Regions from separate parts of the Mus musculus genome. Here regions 1, 2, 4 and 5 are each linked to region 3. Evidence: chromatin contacts called from public promoter capture Hi-C data. All regions are on one chromosome and are shown on one strand. Each heading gives the region's core, a stretch centred on a gene start, on an enhancer-like site or on the middle of the called end of the contact. The rest is flanking DNA. Distances are from core to core; before and after follow the strand shown. Region 1 holds the start of 4930578M01Rik (RIKEN cDNA 4930578M01 gene). Region 2 holds the start of Tuba1c (tubulin, alpha 1C). Region 3 holds the start of Slc11a2 (solute carrier family 11 (proton-coupled divalent metal ion transporters), member 2). Region 4 holds the start of Prkag1 (protein kinase, AMP-activated, gamma 1 non-catalytic subunit). Region 5 holds the start of Kmt2d (lysine (K)-specific methyltransferase 2D).

What was found. Promoter capture Hi-C pulls out the DNA fragments that hold promoters and counts their contacts.
Region 1: a contact with region 3 is called in a promoter capture Hi-C map of liver, with 5 times the contacts expected there. The contact joins the promoter of 4930578M01Rik here to the promoter of Slc11a2 in region 3. A contact is called at or near these places in 3 of 39 promoter capture datasets (hippocampal neurons, liver and pre-B cells).
Region 2: a promoter capture Hi-C map of liver shows a contact between it and region 3, with 5 times the contacts expected there. The contact joins the promoter of Tuba1c here to the promoter of Slc11a2 in region 3. A contact is called at or near these places in 2 of 39 promoter capture datasets (liver and pre-B cells).
Region 4: a contact with region 3 is called in a promoter capture Hi-C map of liver, with 4 times the contacts expected there. The contact joins the promoter of Prkag1 here to the promoter of Slc11a2 in region 3. A contact is called at or near these places in 2 of 39 promoter capture datasets (liver and pre-B cells).
Region 5: a promoter capture Hi-C map of pre-B cells shows a contact between it and region 3, with 5 times the contacts expected there. The contact joins the promoter of Kmt2d here to the promoter of Slc11a2 in region 3. A contact is called at or near these places in 3 of 39 promoter capture datasets (liver and pre-B cells) and 2 of 115 datasets of contacts at active chromatin or transcription factors (cardiomyocytes and pancreatic cancer cells).

Annotation. Positions count from the first base shown.
Region 1 is chr15:98,984,478-98,987,225 of GRCm38.p6, reverse strand. It overlaps 4930578M01Rik (RIKEN cDNA 4930578M01 gene), which reads right to left and starts at 1,261. Exons shown (of 4, transcript NR_045991.1): 1 at 1,140-1,261.
Region 2 is chr15:99,028,503-99,031,202 of GRCm38.p6, reverse strand. It overlaps Tuba1c (tubulin, alpha 1C), which reads right to left and starts at 1,312. Exons shown (of 4, transcript NM_009448.4): 1 at 779-1,312. The coding sequence starts at 781.
Region 3 is chr15:100,421,789-100,424,488 of GRCm38.p6, reverse strand. It overlaps Slc11a2 (solute carrier family 11 (proton-coupled divalent metal ion transporters), member 2), which reads left to right and starts at 1,434. Exons shown (of 17, transcript NM_008732.2): 1 at 1,434-1,527. Gm5475 (predicted gene 5475) reads right to left here and starts at 1,296. Exons shown (of 3, transcript NR_040351.1): 1 at 245-1,296.
Region 4 is chr15:98,830,198-98,832,897 of GRCm38.p6, reverse strand. Prkag1 (protein kinase, AMP-activated, gamma 1 non-catalytic subunit) reads left to right here and starts at 1,390. Exons shown (of 12, transcript NM_016781.2): 1 at 1,390-1,468. The coding sequence starts at 1,460. It overlaps Kmt2d (lysine (K)-specific methyltransferase 2D), which reads left to right. Exons shown (of 55, transcript NM_001033276.3): 55 at 1-1,229.
Region 5 is chr15:98,869,806-98,872,505 of GRCm38.p6, reverse strand. It overlaps Kmt2d (lysine (K)-specific methyltransferase 2D), which reads left to right and starts at 1,301. Exons shown (of 55, transcript NM_001033276.3): 1 at 1,301-1,492.

The sequences.
Region 1 (2,748 bases), core at 12-2,511, 1.4 Mb after region 3:
AGTATCCGCTTGTATTGTGTTTAGAACAATGGAATATTTGTGTGCTTCTGTGAGAGCTACACAGCAGGAGACTGGCTGCCCGCAGCTGCCCCAGCCCTCAGACAGCCCTGAGACCAGCCTGGTTAGCCCTCCTGGAGACCCTTCAAAGGCTCCCTTTCACATTCGAGGCTCAGCTAGAACAAATAAGCAGATGTCACCGGCTTATCTTTACGTTTGTAAGTTTAAAAAAAAAAGTTGATAAAATTTTTCATAATATTTGAAAAAAATATTAATATTCACAAATTGTGAATATTCATAATTCTGCCTTGTGTTGGTTGATGGCAGCTACCCCTACAGTGGGCATTAGCAAAGCTTTTAATCTCGGGGTTCGAAGTTCCCAAAATATGTTACCTCATATTTTAAAGAACCTCGATTTAAAAATCATAAGCGCTTTTGGGGACAAGATCTGTTTTGCACTTCATATTTTCCACACATACGTCGAGGCTTTAGACATGCAGCAGATATCCATGGAGTTCATGAGTATTAGCTAGATGCTCTGGCACACGATGGTAATCCCAGCACTCAGGAGGCAGAAGCAGGAGGTTCAGGAGTTCAAAGACAGCTCCCACCCCCACCCCCACCCCCATCCTTGAAGGTCTCAAAAGAAATAAAGCAACTAAGAAAAGCATTAAAGAGACAGCGAATGTGAGCTCATGCCAAGTTTAGGCCACACCATCGGCACAGTACAATAACGCAACATCATTTACTCCAAAAATACCCTAAGTGCTTTCCAGTCATAGATTATCTCATTTAGAAACTCAGGCTGCGGGGCTGGAGAGATGGCTCAGCGGTTGAGAGCACTGACTGCTCTTCCAGAGGACCTGATTTCAAATCCCAGCAACCACATGGTGGCTCACAACCATCTGTAAAGGGACCTGGTGTTTCTGAAGACAGCTACAGTGTACTCATATAAATAAAATATATAAATTAAAAAAAGAAAGAAAGAAACTCAGGCCGCGTCACAGGTGCGGCTGTGAGGGTTAAAGGGGGCTGCACTTGGAAAAGACCAGATGTCACTATCACCCTTTTTTTTTTTTTTTTTGGTTTTTCTGTATAGCCCTGGCTATCACCCTATTTTATATGTGACAAAGCTCACTCACACAAGAAACACCGCTAATCAACAGTCTTCCCGGCTGGCATTCTCCAGTTTTGTTACTGTTGTTTCTGTTTTGTTTTGGACAGAGTCTCCCGGTGTGGGACAGACTGGCTTCTTCAGTCTCCCAAGGGTTTGGGTCACAGCTGTGCATCCCCGTGTCCATCCTCCGGGACTTTCCAGGCTACCAACCACACCCATAGCTCCATTCCTTAACCACCCTCCCTCGAGCCACAGTGACGTGCTTCCTCTGAAAGACCATCCCAGAAGTGAAAGCGCTCAGTACACCAGGTTTGCGATTCGTTCCCTGGGCTACCTCACTTCGTGTTTACAACATCGCCTTTGTGAGTCGGCCACTAATACCTCAGGTGTAAGGAATAAAGGACTGGAGAGTGGGGGTTAACCACCCGGAGGCAGGGGGCTAACGATAAACGGTGAGAACACAGCGCGCCTGCGCTGGGTCTCTGCGCTTACCGTGCTGCTATGGGCCGCCTGCTTCTCTAGTTCCTCTGTGTTGTTAGTAACACTCCAGTCAGCCATAACGCGTGTGCCTGTTTCAACCCGCCCCGTGAATACAAACCCAGTTAGATGTTGGCTTGTGCCATGAAGTCATTTCAAGAGCTGAGTGAAAACAAGGGAAAGGTTCTGATGCTAGCCGCATCAGCTGGGAGGAAGAGGCAGAAACGTTTAAAAGGAGCTCCACAGGGCACAGAGAGGAAAAGGACAGACAAGTCAAACAGAAAATACAGCATGGCGCGGTTCCTGTTTCTAAAAGTCACACAAAACAAATGACACACTTATACACATACATCCGTGAAGACCGAAGGAGAAATGTTGGTAACATTGGCTCTCTGGACCGGGGCCTGGCTTAAAGTGACAGAGTAGTGACATTTTATAAGATAGTTTATTAACATAATGGGTATGTAAGAGAAAGAAGAACTGGGCGGGGGCAGAGACGTTGTCAGAAAATAAAAGATCAGAATAAATAAATCTAATAAACATTTAAAAAAAAGAAAAAGAAAATAAAAGATTACCCCCTTGCTGTAAAGGTTGTGGCAGGAACACACTAGGCTAAAGCCACTGGTCTGTGTCCATAGAGACAGACAGATGTCGGCTTAACCTCTCATCGTGAATTCGATGGTTTTCAATATTTAATATTTCTTACTTCTACCAAAAAGGTTCTCACATTGTGGCTCTCGGAACTGGACCAGCCTGGGCGGGGGAGGGGAGGTATCGGCTGTGTTTCTTTGTGTTGTTGGACTAATTTCCTTATCTACCAAGAGGAGAGGCTAGAAAGAGACAGGCTCCAGAGAGTGGTGTGAGGATTAAATGAGAGAATAAATGGACAATAACTCAGGCCACAGGGACATGTGGGCCCCAGCCCTCCCACTTCACCTGATCTCTAACTTTATCTTTAAGATAATTAAATGTCCCTCTCTGAGAACTTTTGTTGTTCATTACTAATGGCCTACATCAACGCCAAATTAAACGAATAAAGCCTTGGAAATTTGGTATAATAGCTTGACAGACAGGCTTCATGGATTTGAAGCTTTACATTGTGCAAATGTATCTTTCTAAGCATTAATAGTATGGTTCATCTATTAATTTTAAGAAAT
Region 2 (2,700 bases), core at 63-2,562, 1.4 Mb after region 3:
GGTCTACAGGGTGAGTTCTATTACAGCCAGAGCTACAAAGAAACCCTTTATCGAAGGAAGGAAGGAAGGAAGGAAGGAAGGAAGGAAGGAAGGAAGGAAGGAGAGAGAGAGAGGGGGGGGAGAGGGGAAGGGAGAGAAAAAAACCCGCTGTTGGTAGTTTACTCTAGCTTTAAATTGAAAAAAAAATTTTTTACGGACATTTTTTCTTAACTGGGCTAAATATAAATATGCCGTTGAAGTAACACTAAAAACTAGGCTGGCTTAGGGGATCTGACGCCAATTATTCCCTCCTACGGAGGAGCTCGCCTTCTCAGGTGCACAGCTGCAGCTGGAAGGGCCGGGGACTGGCCACAGGTGACTCAGCAGCGAGTCACAGGGCGTGGAGACGGTGCCCGGAAGTATTTGCTCAGTCCTGTCCAGAGCGCACGAGGTCCTCTGGGCTATCCCAGCTGGGAGAGCGACATCATTTGAGGAAAATGGAGACCTTTGAGTTTCTCCAAACTCTCGTGATCATTGTGAAAGTTCCCTGCCTTTCCGGGAGCGACCGGCGGCCGAGACGGGATGCTCTCCCAGGAGGATCGAGACAGAGGATCGGGACGAGCCCTCCAGCCCAAAGCGACACTAGTTTAGTGGACTAGGCTCTCACACCCCAAACGCCAGAAGCCAGTCTAACTGGAGGCGGCCGTCGTGGGGCTATTGCAGGTATCGTCTCCCGGGCAGCCCTCAGCTCCCGCGGTCCCTTCAGACGACCTCGCCGCTACCCCAAAGCCATACTCACCATATTTAGTCCTTGAAGTGGTCCGCGAAAACTGAGGAAGTGAAAAAGGGTGACGAAGATCTCCCACTAACAGACTACCAAGGAGTCCGGGGGAGAAGCTGTGTAAGGTCCGCCTCCAGGACAGGGCTTATATACCCTGGCCGGGCCACGCGTCGGGAGGGCGGACACCGGACCCCGCCCCGGGCCGCAGCGAAGCCGATGATTGGCGGGTTCGAAAGTTCAAATCAAACTCCGTAGAAGGAGCTGGAAGTGGGAAGGGGAGGAGACACCCAGGGTCCACGCCAGGGCCAGGTGGGGCGGGGAAGAAGGTGGGGAAGGCGATTGGAAGTTGGAGGACAGCGAGATCTTTGTGGAGCTCTGGCCGGAAGAAAGTCCCAGGTAGAGAGGGGGGCGGCCTGGCTCAGCCACCGGGGACTCACAGCTGATCGCCGCCGCACTTGTGGCTCGGTCGCCCCACCCAGGCCTTGGAGCCCGGAAGAGTGAGCCAGAGAGGTGACCCGGGGCTGCCGGCAGGGTGGTGACTGCGACAGCTTCAGGGGGCCAAGATGGAAACGCCCAGTCAACTTGACGGCACAGTGGGAGGGGTGGAGCTGAAGTTAGCTCAAGCCAAAGCCGGTTACAACATCACCAGGGTTGCAGCCCCTGAAGGCAATCTTTCCTAACCTAGGTCTCAGTTGCCTCCAATGGGTCCTAAGCACCTTACTCTTTACTCCCGCCTTCTAGAAGGCTAGCCCTCTCCTCCTTCCTCCCTTCTCCCCACCCTTCCCCCAAGTCCTGAGGATATTTGCCAGAGCATCCCGAGCGCCCTTTTATTTTCGAAGGCAGAGTCTGCCTCAGCTCCTCTTTAAGCAAACATTCCGAGTCTTAAGAGCCTTAAGAGGCACAAAATTATTCGGCCCATTATGAGAGGAACTCGTAACTCCCCCCCGCCCCCCAAGATGGGTCCCCGCTGCAGTGCTCAAGCTAAACCCAGGCGATCCACACTAATTCCTTTCTCTGCGTCTGTGGGATGCAGAGTTCACTCTGTAGTACCACATTCTCTCTGGCCCAAGAGCCCGGGGGCTCCTCTCCTCATTTTACAGTCAAGAGGAGAGGAGAGTTCGGGAAACAAAGCAGGCAAGTGTCTCCACCGCGGGAGACGTTGGACTTCCCTGCCCCACTGCCCTGCACTAGACAGACTTGTCTGAACAACTCCGCAAAGCAGATTTCTCAGAAGTGCCATTCAGTCCTGCTGAGGAGATAGACAGATCCCTGGGAAAGTTTAAGGAACTGGAGTGGTGTGCTTGCTTGTCCTCTTCATACTAAGGAGAGAGAGACAGGAAGAGCCTGGAGCTCACAGGCCAGCTGCTCTTGCAGTATCAGAGTTCAGTGAGGAACCTTGTCTCAAAAAAAAAAAAAAAAAAAAAAAAAAAAAAGGTGGAGAGTCATAGAGGAAGACGGAACATATTGACCTCTGGCCTATGCACGTACACAGAATCTCTCTCTCTCTCTCTCTCTCTCTCTCTCTCTCTCACACACACACACACACACACACACACACACACACACACAAATTAAAAAGCCGCCCTTATTTGAATGTGATGATGCATACCTGTATTTCAGCAGGCAGGGGACAAGACTGGCAAATTTGATCCAGGCTACTTTGTTTCAAATAGAAAAGACTAGAATGCCAGGGATGGCTGTGAAAAGTGGTACAATACAGGCAGACAAGATGGCTCAGTGGTAAGGTCATTTGCCACCAAGCCCGAGGAACTTGGGAGTTTGACTCCCAGGACCTATCCAGTGTAAGGAGAGAACCAACTGTAACTGATTAAATTATCTAATCTTTATACCAATAAAGTACCAGAGGCTTAAACTATGGTAAAGACCTGCTAGCTCAGCAAGGCAACTTTCTTTTCTTTTCTTTTTTTTCTTAACTACAT
Region 3 (2,700 bases), core at 185-2,684:
AGTGGCCTCCAGACAAAAGGCTTTACTACATTACCGCCAGGGCACCCACTGCCCGCCTCCACGTCCTGCCCTGCCGAATGGCACATAAATGAAATCTCAGAAGAAAACTTTTAACTCAATTAATTTTTACTAATAACTAGGAGTGGCAGAAATACAATTCCTCCTTCTCATGGCCGGTCAAAGATGAAATTTGATTATGCTTTGAAGGGTGCGGTTTGAAATTTTTCCCTCAGTGTTGACCTACCTTAAGTGTTCTCTCTAGCCAAGGGGAGGCGTACTCCTCTGCATATATAGAGGCTGCGCTGCTCTGAAAAGCCAAACCAGTCCTGCACCATGGGGAAGAAGCAGCCAAGGGCGGCAGCAGCTGCTCCCAACTGTGAGCTAAGTAAGTGGCCACAGCCCAGGGACGCTGGCCAGCCGAGGAGCACACCTGGACGCTGACACAAACAGATCTCGCCCCTTTCTTTTCTAGATGCAGCGGAAGGTCCCAGAAGAAAGGTTCTGGGCTCGAAGGCATTTAAGAAGCCTTTCTCCAACGCCACGGATGAGCTGGAGAGGCGGCCAAGATTAATTTGTAGTTTCTCTTCTTTCAGGTGACGATTCTGTATGAAGAGCAGCAGCCCCAGCCAGGGGCCTTTCTGTTTGCTTTTGCTGTCATTTTTTTTTTTTTTTTAAAGTTTCCATCTTTAGGGTTTACCCTTTCTTCCTATCTCCGTTCTTACCAAATAATGAACATTTCTCCCGGCAGTTTCTATATGAAGAAAACAGGGCTGTCATCTATACTGTTGTAGGGGAAATCGAGAAGTCCTTTTCGGTGGCAACTTGGGGCGGGGGGTTGTCAGGTCATAAAACTGCGAAGAGGTGAGGCTGAGGCCGGGGATGGAGTGGGACTGTTTTGGGGGCAGGCAGGATAAAATGTGTGGAGAAGAGACAGAGCCAGGTGGGATCACTGTGAGTCTTGGGAGTAGGACGACGGGTGCAGCCGAACTGGCTCCACTGGTCGAAGTTTCTCGGTTCCTCCCAGGCGTGGGGTGTTCTTGGCGCGTCAGTGGGCACCGAGCAGTGGCTCAAGAAGCTAATAGGGACTGCCATGGCGCCTTAGGATCGAGTGTAGCTGTTTCTCGGAGTTATCATCTCTTAGGAGGAAAAAGGCGTGTAGCTGCCTAAAAGGAAGTGGCGGGAACTATGACAAAAATGTATATGTCCCGAGCATTCCGGGGATGGGAGTTGCCAATATAAGAACGCCGAAGGTTTGAACTGCGAGGACCGTGGCGCGCCCGGCGGAATCACGCCTCCGGATCAGCCCCGCCCCCGCTCAGGCCCCGCCCCCAGGCAGCTCGGATGGGCGGAGCCTCCGTTCCCGGTCCGCCGGCCACGCAATCCCGCAGCTGCAGGAGTCCAGCCAATCAGGAGAGGGGGGCTCCCGCCCGGCCGGCCAATCACGGGAGGGCAGGAGGTTGACTGGGTCGCCGCTGGCTCCTGGGATATGGAGTCGCCGGCGCGGCGTGTGTGGAGGTGGCGGAGCCGGTAAGCCGGGGTGCTGGCAGGGTCAGGGGTTACGGCGGCCCGCTGTGCGCGGGCGTGCGAGGGGGCTCGGACGGCGACCTACGGGGCTGGAGCAGCCTGCGGGGAGGGCGCAGCGGCGAGCCCGGGGAGGGAACCCGGTATCCCGAGGAGACCGGGAGGGCTCCCGGCTCAGCATAGGCGCCGACGATCACGGGCCTCGGCTCTTCACCGCCACCCGGGACACCGGACCACCCTTCCGCGGCCGGCCGGCCGGGGGGTGCGACCGCAGTGCCCTCCCGGAGCCCCGGGTGCCCTGCAGCGCAGCGCCCTGTCAGCCCAGCGGCTGCGGGAGCTGCGCGGTCTGCCCGAAGGCCTCAGGCCTCGCGGTTGAGTGCTGCTCGGTTGTCCGGCTGTGTGTGCAGCCTGGGACCCTGCGCCTTCCAAGGCCTCGTTCAGGGACACTTGCACGCGATGGATACTCCCCTTCTCAGCGGCGTCCTAGGCCGGGTAGTTTGCAAACTCATTTGTTTGATATTCCACCTTTGGATTCTTTGTCCGTTTCTTGGATACATCATATTTGGAAGGGCATCCTCAGAAGTAGAGTTTCCGCTGTATAAAATGGAGACACTCGGTTATCCCTTGGTTTTCAACGGTGTGATTTAAGGCAGCAAAAGCAAAATATGGGAGAAGAGCTGGTGAGGGCCGGTGGGCATCCGAGAGCTTCCATGTGACCCGTGGGGAAACCACGGGAAACTGTCCACGTTGTCCACCGTGGCATTCTCCACCCTGACCAAGTCTCCTTACTTCTTGGCTGTGTTAACTTTTGGTTCAGGCTCCTTAAGCTTTCCTGCGGTCCACACTTAAAGGTGGGGTGGGGGGATGGGGTGGTGGTGGTGGTGGTGGTGAAGGTTGGGTCTGTCAGGGCTGTTGGTGTTGTTAGTTAATACAGGTAAAGTGCTTAGGGCAGTCTCCTGCTGACCGGTATTTTTTTTTTTTAAATTACTGCTTGCTTGTGCCTGCTGTTTCCTTAAAGACTTTAACCTTCTCAGTAGTCTTTGCCCTGAGTCCCCTGGGCTATTGCCAAAGGTCCTCCAGGCAAGGCTTTCTAGCCATACTGTTAGTCTGCAAGTGCATCTAATTACAGGTGAAGAGATGCAAGGTGCTGACAGTACCTTCTTACTCTTTGTCTTTTTG
Region 4 (2,700 bases), core at 141-2,640, 1.6 Mb after region 3:
TGCCCTTATCTTCCTTTCCCTTCCTTTCCCCCCCCAAGCTTGTGCTGCAGACGAACCTCTTCCTGCGGGTAGCGGTAGGGTAGAGGGTGTGTGAGGCCTCAGACCCCTCTCTGGTGGAGCGAGGGGATGAAATGACGCTTCTATGCAGTTCTCTCCTAGGGGCTGTGGGCAGAGGGCATTTTGTAATTACTATTTTCAAGAATCAGATTATCTGGATTGTAGAGATGGGCTGGATGGTGGCAAATGGGCAGGCCTGCTGGAGGGGTAGGGCGGTTGCTGTTGTGATTTTAGGTTTTTGTTTTGTTTTAAATTTGGGGGATTGTGGATTGATGGGGGTAGGGAGATTTTTGGGTTTTTTTTTTTTTTTTTTTTTTTTTTCTGGCCTTTTTTTTTTCTTTTCTTTTCTTTTTTTTTTTTTTAAAGCTGCTTCCTCAACTGTTTCAAGCTGCAAATGTTTGAGAATAACAACTCCCCCACACTCCCACGGAAACCATTGTAATTAGACTAGACAGTGGGAACCTGGGCTTGCTGTCCCCAAAGCCACAGAGCTGAACGGTCTAGGCATTAGGTGGGGGAGATGGTCTCCTGTGAGTCAGGCTCTGGTTGGGGTTTGGGCCCTAGAACTGGGAAAGGAGAAGGGGCAGACTTTGTAAGCATATGCTAGGTATCCGATAGTCCTGTAGAATTTAGTGAAGAAACCTTATACAGTTTTTAATTTTTATATAAACTATAACTCAGACCCACGCTACAAGGTTGGAATTTTGGTTGTTGTTGGTTTTTTTTTTTTTTTTAAAGTACCCTGCCTGTATAATTGCATCAGAATCCCACCCCCAACCCCGCCCCCTGTGTTTGTATTTTGGGTTGGTTTACACTTGCACTCAATTTTCAGTTTCTCCCTTTTTACCTTCTACCTTCACCTCCAGGACCCTCCCCCTTTAAAAAAAAATAAATCGCTGACAAGTGTGAACCCGTGAAGAACTTTCTTTTGTGTTGTGTGTATCCTGTACAGCAAGGTTGGTCCTTCGTGACAACGGATGAAATGGTTCCCTTTTTTAAAGCGCTCTCTCTTCCTCCACCCCCAGCGCCCCTGTCCTTGGCATGTTTTGTATCAGCGATCATTCTGAACTGTACATAATTTATGTTGCGAGAGGCAAAGGGCAAGTTTTGGATTTTGCTTCTTCAAAGTTTGTTTTTAAACGATAAATAAAAAAAGAACATTTTAAATACAAGTGCCTCTGTCCCATGACCCTCGCCGTTGGCCAGATCTTAAGGTCCTGGAGAGCTGGGAGAGGAAGGTTACCCAATAAACCAGGCTCAGCCACCGCCGGAAGGGTGGGTTCCCCGCCTTCCGCCCTGCGGCTGGGGTCTGACGTAGGCGGAAGTGGTGCGCGGCACCGGATGTGGGGCGGGGTCTGGCGCCAGGGAGCTTTCCAAGCTGAGGAACTGGCGGGCGCTAGCAATGGAGTCGGTGAGTGGCGCAGGAGGGCGGCGGGGGGCGCTGTGGAGCCGGAGACCCCCCGCTAGGAGCCGGGGAAGGCCGGCCCGGCTTGGCGCTGGAGTCCGGGACTCCCCTTCCTCTGCTCGGGTGGGCGCCTCTCCTAGGTCTGGGCCACACCCGTGCCCGCCCGCCCGCCCGCCCGCCAGGGGTCCGCGGTACCCTGAGAGATAGGGAGCGGGTTGTGAGCTTGGAGCCCCCTGCCCATGAGTGCCTCAAGTCCTTTCCGAAGTTTGCATGAGAGCGGGGTTGTGATCCCGCGTATTAGGTGAGCGAGCCCGGCTTGCAGGGAGCTCCAGGACCCCGTTTGTGCGATTGCTTAAGCAATTGTTGGCATCCTGCGAGGTTCCATTCCTTTACTAAGCCCGAGAATTGAATTTTCCGCGAAGGAAGGAATCCAGGAGGCCACTGTGTCCCCTGGACAAGTTTAGGTCGTGTCCTGATCAGTGACGCTGTGCATGCGTGTTGACAGCTCGTTCTTGGCGAGCACCGTCGGCTCGGCTCTTTACAGATGCGGTAGGTTTATCTGCTACTTACTTGTTTGACCGACCTCATTCGCAGGAGCTTTCTCTGCCACTCCGAAGGCCCTCCCATCGACTTCCTGCTCCGTAGTTTTTAACCGAGTATCTTCTGAGGGCAGCTTGGGGTTTGTCTTCCCCCACCATATATCCATGTAATACTTGCAGGTTCGCTCTTCTTAGAATTGCGTTTTCTTTGAGTCAGTTACTTGGCCTGGAGTAAATTCTCTCCCCCTCCCCCCCCCCCCGCCCCTTTGTGTGCAGAGGAATAGTGTAACTTAGTTTATAAAGAAGGAAGGATAAAGTGGTAAAATGGTATGCAGGTGGTCCTCTAACCAAGGATTTTGTTTTTCTACAGAGAAAGCATTCTCAGCAAAAGTAGTTTGATTACATTAAATTTAAAACAACACGTTTCTAACTTGTAAATGTATTATTTACATTATAAGTGAACTGTGAGTATATAGTTCTAAAGCAACTTTTCTCTATATTTACGAATTTAGCCCTTTGCTTTATATATACTGGAGTACAGAGAGACAGAGATGAGAGGTACCGGGAAGGCTGTTAGTTAAGGTAGACTGTAGTAAGTACTGTCCTTAGGGCTTTTTTTTTTTCCCCTCCCCTGAGACAGGGTTTCTCTGGGTAGCCCTGGCAGCTGTCCTGGAACTCACTCTGTAGACCAGGCTGGCC
Region 5 (2,700 bases), core at 52-2,551, 1.6 Mb after region 3:
TTCACCCCCCACCCCCCCTTGGCAAAGATTGTCCCCCAGCCAAAGAAAGGAGTTCCAAGGGTCAGTGACTTTAGGGAACAGAATTAAAAAGTGGCCAGAATCCTAGCTTTACCACCCAGAAGGTAAAGGAGGCAGCTCCTGGGCCGTGGCGAAGAAGAGGGGGGCTTTATTCCCACGTGTCTGCCCGGCGGCCAGCCTGGCGCAGTCGGGGTTAATCTGCAGCGGAGGGATCCCGGAGCGTGTGCGTAGAACTGCAGAGTCACAGCCTTTCCTCCAAGAGGGCTGTACCCCTCCGCCGCCCCGCTCCAACACAAAATAGGGCCTCCTCTTCTCCTTTCTCCCCTTCTCGAGTGGGGTTCCCCAGGCAAAAGGGCCCCCTGGATCTCGCGCCGGACGCTCCACGAGTCTCTACGATCGCTGCCCAGCTCCAAGGCGAGGAAAGAGCCTCTTCGCAGGAACCACCCTACCGGCCGAGCAGGAGGCGGAGGGGGGAGGCGGAGCGGCGCCGCGCTGCACTACTTTCCTCTCCGGTTGCAAATGGCTGCCTCGTTCCCCACTTTCCGCTCAGTTTCCTGACCCCCCGGCGCCGGGAGCCGGGGTTGGACCATGCACCTCTAGACCCCCCGCGATCAGTGCCTGCCGGGGGTCTAGGGGGTGCCGCTGACCACAGGCGGCCAGGCCGGGGGCGGGGCAGCTCCCGAGGCCAGAGGGGAAGGGAGGCGAGCGCTGGGCCTGGAGCGGCCGGAGGGGAGCGGGCAGAGGGCTCGCACCGCCCGCCCCTTCCTCTTCCTCGCCCACCAACCCTCCTCCCTTCCCCGGGGGGAGCAGAAGGTGGGGGGCTCGAAGCCGCCGAGGGGGGACGCTCGGGGTCGCGGAGCCCGGCGCTGGGTGTGTGTCAGGTTCGGCCCCGCCGGCTCCGCGTCGCCGTAGCTCGCGCGGCCCCGGGGCGCCGGCCCGGCGGGGAGAGGGGCTCGGCGCGGCTGCGAGGGGCTCACGTTCCATCCGGGCCCGGCGCGCGGCGCGGCGCGGCGCGGCATTCCTTCCGGGCTGCTGGGGAGGCGCCTCGACGTTCCATCTGGAGAGCCTCGACGTTCCGCCCGAGCCCGGCGCGGGCGGCCGGGGCGCTGGCCGGGCCCTAGGACTGAGAGGCCGCCCCGCGACGCGGATGCGGAGCCTGCTCGCCCAAGATCAAAGCCACCGGTGCTCTCTTTGTGTCCGCTCGGGATTCGCCGCCCTGGGGCTGTTCATGGAAACCTAAACTGCTGGAACCTGAGGCAGAGAACCCCTGTTGGATTTTTGCTTTTTTTTTTTTTTTTTTTTTTAAACCCCCGGGGGAAGGGTGACCACTCCGACCTGGATTTACCGTTCTTGGTCTCCCTAAGCCCCCCCGAGTGGGGGGCGGCTGTGCTCGCTCTGGCGGTTGGAGGTCGGGGAGCGGCCCGGGCTCTGGCCATGTTCTCGGATGAGGATTTCTGGATCGCCCTGTGAAGAGGTGAGTGAAGTCCGCCCGGCCTGGGCCCAGAAAGGGTTGGACTAGGGGCACAGCCAGATGGACTATCTTGGCCGGTGGCTGGCCTTTAGGTTGGAGAAAGGGGTGCCAGAGCTGGGGAGGGTTCCTTTGGCAGGGTCTGTCAAGGGAATCTGAGCCAGTTGCCACGGCAGAACCGAGGCCTGGTTTCTTGGGGTGTGCCTCTTTAAAGATTGGGGGTTCAGGGAACTACAGGAGTTTGGGAACATGTCCAGATAGCCTCTCTGCCTGTTTATTTTTGTGTTGAGGGAGTTCGACCAAACTAGGACCCAGGCCCTGATGCCAACACCAATCCCAGGCTGTTGTCCCCCACCCCCACCCCCAGGGTTCCTTGGGACAGAGCAACTTGGTGGGGGGATGCCACTGCCAGGTCCCACATACTGCCAGATTGGACTTTAATGTTGTTCCTACCTACCTGGGCACCCAAAACAATCCGTGGGAAACTCAAGGAGCCCTGAGTCCTTCACCCGGGAGGTGGGGGGGGGGGGGGAGGGTGGGTGGAAACTGGTGCGATGAAGAGGGGAGCTGGGGCATGAAGGAGGTGGGGCTGGGGCAGCTCTGCCCCTGCTGTTCAACTTAACTACTCTGCCTGGCAAAGTGACCCCAGCAAGGCCTAGTGGTGTCTTAGCCTGCTTCGTTTCCCCTCCTCTTGGGATGGACATAATCTCCGGGGGATTATAGAGGAGGCCGTTGAGATCTGTTCTCTACGAATGTGGGCTGCAAAAAAATGGCTTTTGTCTCTTGCTTTCTCTGGGCCTAGTGTAGAGTTAGCTGCCCATGAGTCCCTGGCCAATCCTGAAAGCCCCCGCCAGATCTCTACAATGCTTTTCTGGCTACGGAATGGTAAATAGTTCTCAGGTGCTGCCCCGGCTCTGCAGAGTAGGCTAGCTTGTGCCTCTTTGATGGAGAAATGACTTTATTTGTGCTCTTTTCTGCTGGAAGCCAGTGTTTCCAGCCCTGGTAGGAGGTGCTGGGGAGAAGGGGTGTGTATCTACAGCAGGAAGGGTGCAGCATGAGCCTCCCGCCTCAGCCTCTGGGCCCCGGGCTGGGGACAGCCTCTCTCACACCTGTCATGTTGCCCAGCAGGGATTTGGCTAGTGCATTTTGCGCCCTCATTCCACCCCCTCCAAAATACATTTGCTAGGTCTCCTTGAGTATTGTCTCAGAAAGGG